Regions from separate parts of the Mus musculus genome. Here region 1 is linked to region 2. The links are chromatin contacts, called in public Hi-C maps. All regions are on one chromosome and are shown on one strand. The core of a region is the stretch at or near the end of the contact, and the rest is flanking DNA. Distances in the headings are between cores, read along the strand shown.

What was found. A called contact is a pair of places that touch in the nucleus more often than the background predicts.
Region 1: a Hi-C map of B cells shows a contact between it and region 2, with 6 read pairs. The contact joins the promoter of Psmd7 here to the promoter of Tk2 in region 2. A contact is called at or near these places in 2 of 39 promoter capture datasets (liver and pre-B cells) and 3 of 484 Hi-C or Micro-C datasets (B cells, CD4 T cells and the G1E-ER4 cell line).

What each region holds. Positions count from the first base shown.
Region 1 is chr8:107,586,483-107,590,115 of GRCm38.p6, forward strand. It overlaps Psmd7 (proteasome (prosome, macropain) 26S subunit, non-ATPase, 7), which reads right to left and starts at 2,000. Exons shown (of 7, transcript NM_010817.2): 1 at 1,797-2,000; 2 at 143-234. The coding sequence starts at 1,870.
Region 2 is chr8:104,246,999-104,250,190 of GRCm38.p6, forward strand. Tk2 (thymidine kinase 2, mitochondrial) reads right to left here and starts at 1,560. Exons shown (of 10, transcript NM_021028.3): 1 at 1,403-1,560; 2 at 649-686. The coding sequence starts at 1,535.

The DNA.
Region 1 (3,633 bases), core at 750-3,249, 3.3 Mb after region 2:
TCAGAAATCCGCCTGCCTCTGCCTCCCAAGTGCTGGGATTAAAGGAGCGCGCCACCACTACCCTGCTCACTTTTTTTCCCCTTTTTTGTGAGTAAACAGACATTCTAACCATGCTCAGCAAAATCAAAAGCTTATCCTTTACCTGCAAAACTGTTGGATACATCAAGTACTTTCTTTTGCCATGATCCCAAAAGCACACCAACTACCCGCTTCTGGTTTCCAACCTTGCCAATTCTGAGTGAGAAAAACAGGTGGTCAGTCACAGACACTCATCGAAAAAGCTATTACTTGCGACTGAGTAGCAAGTATCAACAACAAAGATACAATTTAGTTTATGTCGGACCTAAGGTCCATAAACAAATGTAACAGGTTAGTTCCCGTAGGAAAGATAAGGAAACACCCCAACCCGCATTGGAAGGATACTTTCTAAAGATTCCAGATACTCCCTTGGAGAAAAAGTCATGCTTGTTTTTCTTTTTCTCAGCTTTATCCTTTAAACTCTTTCCCCTCCTCGCTACACTGAAATCTCTCCAGGGATGAAGATCTAAGAGAAGTACCAGTTTTGTTTTTTTTTGTTTGTTTGTTTTGTTTTTGTTTTTTTTTTTTTCCGAGACAGGGTTTCTCTGTGTAGTCTTGGCTGTCCTGGAACTCACTTTGTAGACCAGGCTGGCCTCGAACTCAGAAATCCGCCTGCCTCTGCCTCCGGGGTGCTGGGATTAAAGGCATGCGCCATCACGCCCAGCAAGAATTGTTTTCTTTAGCCACTAACAAACTGCATATTTGGAAACAACTTAATTCTATGCTAAGGAAACACACAAGCCACAGTGAAAGTAACATTACACCTCTCTAACCCACTAAAACTACTTCAAACAACGAGTTTCCACATGCCAAAGGAAACTTCATCCACGAGTCTTTAAAGCCCCTCCATCTGTTCCTTGATACAACTACCAACAGTGTCTGCACCCCCCCCCCCCATTCTTACCAATTGTTAAAATAAAGCTTAAACAGTGTTCACCCCATCAGGGCCCCTAGTATCCCAGGCATTCCGAACAATACAACTGAATTCAGACTCAAAAGGCTCCGTCTTGAGGTTTTTTTTTTTTTTTTTTTTTTTTGGCTCTGGTTGAGTTAGCTGCACAAAGCCTGCTTCAGACCAGGCACTAGCGCCGACTTGACTGCAAGTAGACTCCCTACTGGACCTTCATATTTGTTAACTCCTCACACTAATTATCTTGTAAAACTTCCGAACACGTGCAACAGGTCTGGCCGGATGAACGGCTGGAGCAGGCAAGGGTGGCAGTGAGCTACCCAAGGGAACTGTAGGCTGGCCCCAATCTGCACCTGCCTCGTTTTTAGAGGAACAAGCCGACACCTTATTCATTCCCATTTTAAAGGTACCATTCGACCAGAATCCCAAATCGAAACTTGGCTATGATCCCTGCCTCATCCAGAAAATCGTTCATCGGGGACTCCGAGACCGGGGTTTCAGTGACAGCTTTTACAGGCACGGGCACACGAGACTGAAGCTCGGTCTTAAACGGCGCCCAGCCGTTCTGGGAAAAGGCGCGGCCTCGGCGGGTAGCATCGTTCCGGCTCCGGGGCCTCGCCAGGCGGGCCAGACTCAGGAGTGGCGGCCTCGGTGGGGGTGCGAGGCTGTCAATGGGTACCGAGCACCGCGGTGTGGAGCCGCTGGGGTCGCTTGTCCCAACCCGTGTCCCCGGCCGCCGCGTTTGTGCCCGGCGCGCCCGTGACTCAGCAGCCCTGCGCCGTGTGGCCGCCACGCGCCACCCGCTCACCGGTTGAAATGATCCACCACACTGAGCAGCACCAGGGGGTGAACCACCACCTTCTGCACCGCCAGCTCCGGCATCGCGACACAGCCCGACCACCGGCCCGGCTCCCTGCAACCCGCAAACACCAGCAACCGCAGCGACACAGGCCGCTCCTCCAGGCCCCAGCACCTCCCCTTCCGGTTTGACCGCCGCTGCACAGTCGACTTCCGCTCCCAGAGCGCTTTGCGCTCGTGCCCGCCCTGTCGCCAGGGGCGCCATCTTGAGAAAGGGAAAGAACCGCCTTGCCTTCTGTGGGACTTAGGCTATTGACGAAGCTTGGCATTGAGCCTTTCCCTAGGTTTTTGTTTTTGTTTTTGTTTTCGTTTTTGTTTTTCCTCAGTTGTTTGCCAGCTCACCATTTCTCCTCCTTGGAAGGTTGTAGAAAAAGGCAGATAAACATAAGTAGTAACAGCGTGTACTTCTACTAATCAAATAATTAACGACATATATTTAACTTTCTTTTTTTTTTTTCAAAGATTTACTTATCTATTATATGTAAGTACACTGTAGCTGTCTTCAGACACACCAGAAGAGGGAGTCAGATCTCGCTACGGATGGTTGTGAGCCACCATGTGGTTGCTGGGATCCGAACTCTGGACCTTCGGAAGAGCAGTCAGGTGCTCCTACCCACTGAGCCATCTCACCAGCCCTTAACTTTCACTTAACACTTTAAGTCAGCACTGTTTCAAAATTTCCCAGAGGAGTTTCATTTGTTTGTTTGTTTGTTTTTGGGTTTTGGTTTTTGTTTTGTTTTGCTTCTTTTTTTTTTTTTTTTTTTTTTTTTGAGACGGTGTTTCTTTATGTAACAGCCCTGGCTGTCCTGGAACTCACGTTGTAGACCTGACTGGCCTCTACCTGCCTCTGTTCCCTGAGTGCTGGAGTTAAAGTCATATGCCATCACACCTGGTTTTTATTTATTTATTTTTAATGTTTTATTTCATTGCTTTTGAAGTTGGGCCTTCTATGACATTGACTAGCATGGAAATTGTTGTATAGTCCAGGGTGGTCCCCTGTCTCTACCTCCTCCTAAGTACAAGGGTGACAGCATATGCGACCACACGTGGTTTAGAGATGCTCTCGGTCTCTAACACCAAGGGCACACTTTGGGTGTATGACTGGATACTTTATCTATAGTTTTTATTTCTGGGAATTTTCCTTAATGCTCACTGTGACATAATGAGTGCAACAACATTCAGGTTTTGTTAATCCCAAAGATTTGGGGAGAAAGGCCACCAACCCAAAACACCATGGCTAAATTAATTAAAATTAATTAATTAAAGCAAGCATTTTTATTTATTCAATTTAATTTAGTTTTTATAGGGGTCCCCAATTTCAATTCAATGCTTGGGTGTAAGTATCTGTCTGTCTAAGTCAACTGCTGGTAGGGCCTCTTAGAGGACAGCCATGCCAGTCTCCCGTCTGTAAGCATATCATAGCTTTAAAACAAGCATTTTTTTATTTGTGTACATGGGCTGTCTCTTCCTAAAAACGGGTGTGTGTGTGTGTGTGTGTGTGTGTGTGTGTGTGTGTGTGTGTGTGGTGGTGCTGGTGCAGGGGATGGTTCAAGAAATCAGCATTGGGCATGAGAAAGACAAGGTTTTTATAGCTCAGAGGTAGGGAATTTTCAAATAGGGGATTTGGTGCTCAAAATAGGCAGGGTTACAGGAGCAGAACATGAACATAAGACATCAGTCGCAAAGACCCTCTGAAACATAGACATGATTGCAAGGTGGTCTTAACAAGGCAGTCATAACAACGACCTAACAAGGTAGTGAGAACCAAGGCAGTCATACAACCTTTT
Region 2 (3,192 bases), core at 310-2,809:
CACAACTGAAATCCCAGTGTTCAGGAGGGGTCGAAGCCGAAGGATCACAAGTTTGAGGCCAGCCTGGGGTGAGATGATCTCAAAGGAAGAAACTGAACCCTTGGGCTGGTGGTAACCAAAATACTGCTGCAACATTTAAACCTGTCTAACTTGCACTTCCTTTGACCTCACAGCCCCAACCCCCAGAGCCTGCCTGTCAAGCACCTCCTGACTGAGGCCACCCTGAGGTCCCTCGTGGATTCTCTGGTCTCCACTAGACAGCAGAAGGAAGTGAGAAGAACACTTCCCCCCACATCTGGGCGGGGCAATCGGCAGTGAAGCAAATAGATGCAATTTAAGCCGTTTAGATGGCTCGGTCAGCATCTTTGGCAGTTCACAAACACCTGAACATGAGTGCTTACTACCTGAATGCAGCTCGAGGCCCCACTCCCGCCCGTACACACAAGAAATGGCTAACGGTGATGGAATCTAAGGAGAGGAACCGGGCCACAAGAAGGAAGAGAGATTTGTGACCCTGGATATCGTCTTGGGTTTGGTTTTTCACTGTGCGCACCATTGTTTTTGTTCTCCGCCTCAAAAAAAAAAAAAAAAAAAAAAACAAAACCAAACCGAAATTACGCTGGAGAAAGCATGCAAAGAGAAACTTACCACTGCTTTTTTCTCCTTATCATTTTCTCTATCTTTATCTAAAAAAGGAAAGGAAATCGATGTTTCAATTATTCACTCTGCTCTGTGCTGACCTGATAAATGACCACACAGTCATTGCGTATGCGTGTTCCCTGGCTTACAAAAAATGTTTGCCATTCTTGGGACTCTCTACAGTTGGGTCCGTATGTGTCGCTGTACTGGGCCCAGGCCCATGTGTGCTTGCTTAGTTTCCTTTGCTCGGTACATTCTACTTTCCGTTTCACCTGGATTGTGTGCTTAGGATCTTCACAGCGCACCCAGGGATAACCTACACTCTGAGAGATTCCAAGGGTTGGGACCCAGGCTGTCTAGGCCAAGACTGGCAACACTGCCAACCCACCTGGCAGCAGCAGCCCGAGGCCAATGAAAGCTATGTCACCTGGCTTCCATTTCCGAAGAGAAAGATCCGCACTGCCAGCAAGAGGAGAAAGTCGCAAGCCTGAACCCGCCCCCTAGGTCCGCAGACACCTGCATCCACTAAGAGCTGATTAAATACAGCTCGTGCCCCAACTAGCCACCTCCCAAGCCTAAAGAATCTGACAATAAAAAATAAAAATTAAAAAAATGGGCCGAGAAGCCGCGTTTGAGCCCCACTAAGTGCCGATCCTGACAGTTCATTAGGGTCCCACAGTCCCCAGACCCTTCCTGGGGACTAGCAGGTGAGGGGGCGGGGTTCAGTGTGGCCCCTACGAGGTGGCACAAAAGCACTAGTTACCCGGAGGCCAGGCGCGGCGAGGTGCCCACAGCGGCCCGGCGCCCGAATCGAGGCTCCCGGGGCTCCCGGAGCTCCCCGGGCCCACGCTACGCAGGGACCGGGCAGCCCAACTACGCAGCGACCGCAGCAGCATAGTCCCTGGCTGATGTGCAAGTCCTACTTCCTTCCGGTGCGTCCTGGAGCCCCGCCCCACCCCTTGTCCGGCCCCGCCCCTTAAGGGATCCGCTAGTATTTCTCCCTCTAGGCTACACCGAAGAGATTCAAAGTGAGGATTTCCCCACTTACAGACCGCAGAATGGCCCTGACCCAAGTAGATTTAGAGAATGGATGGCATAATAATGCCGGGGACTGCTTAGTATATCCGATTACTTCCTTGGTTGCCGGCTCCATCCACACCTCGCACCGCCTACTCAGGATGTCCTGTATTTTCCTTCGAAAATACTCTGCAAGTAGACCTTGTCAAACTTGGGAACATTTTCCAAGCTTGTCCTTGGGCTTCAAAGGGCCCTCCTAGGTTTAATCCCCACCATCACAAAAAACAGTGTGAGGGACACAGGTGAGAGGGCCGTGAAAGCCATTGTTCCCAAATGTTACAGTCTTTGACATTTTCAACGTTTGGATTTTAATGTTCCTCGGGAAAGCATAACGAATATCTCCCCTGAATGAACAAAAAAGGGATAAGAAAAAAAGCATGTAAGGCCAACTTGTAAGCAAAAATAAGCTTGGGTACTATAATTCACCCATTCAAGACCAATAAGCCCAGATGTTGCCGCCTTGACTGTATATGGGCAGTTACAATGCGTGTAAAGAAGATTTCCACTTCTTCCAGGTGGCAAGATGCTGGCAGTCGTCTTGGGCAAAATGAAGAAAGACATTTTCTGGGTTTTGTTTTACTCTTTTAGATCTGTAACAAAAAAGCCATCACCCTAACAGGGCTTCCTGTTTATTTGCTAGGCACCTAGTAAAGGCAAATAAAATCTTCAAATTCAAAGTCGACAGTTGTGTGTGTGTGTGTGTGTGTGTGTGTGTGTGTGTGTGTGAGCGTCTTGGGGTGAGATTGTTGGTAACTGTTGATCAGATTCAGCCAAATGAACAGATCTTAGATGGGCAGGATCCAAAGAGATCTAAATGGACTGGGGTTGTGGGCTAGTTAATTCTTACCAAGGCAACACAAACTAGAAACACCTCGGGAAAGGGAGCCTCAATTGAGAAACTGGCTGCGGCAGATTGGCCTGTGCGCATGTCTGTGGAGCATATTCCTGTTGCTAATTGATGAAGGAGGGGTTTTGTTGTTGTTGTTGTTTTGTTTTGTTTTTGTTTTTTGCCTCCTTGCTATGGGCAATGCTGTCCCTGGGCAGGTGAGCTGCGGGTCTTTATGAATGAGCAAACCAGAGAACTACTGAAGCTGATAAACACTCTTAGTTCTTCTGCTTCTGCTTCTTCTGCCTCCGGTTCCAGCCTTGAGTTCCTACTTTGTCTTCCCTCCTGTAAGCCAAATAACCCTTTCTTCCCCCAAATTGCTTTTGGTCAGTGTTTGTTTTATCACAGAGAAGCAAACTAGGACGGGTGGTTATTCAGTTCTCCAAAAGAAATCATGAGACTTAATTCACATAATGGAAGTGACATATTCTTCCTGTGTCTATCATCATGAAATGCTCCAAGATGGTTTGTCCTGGCTACACCGGAGCACTTTATAAACTGTGGGACAACTAACAGCAGTGGGAGGCGAAAAGTACTCTAGAGACAGGCTTGCACGTTCTGAGAGCAAGGACAGACTAACAGGGCCAGGC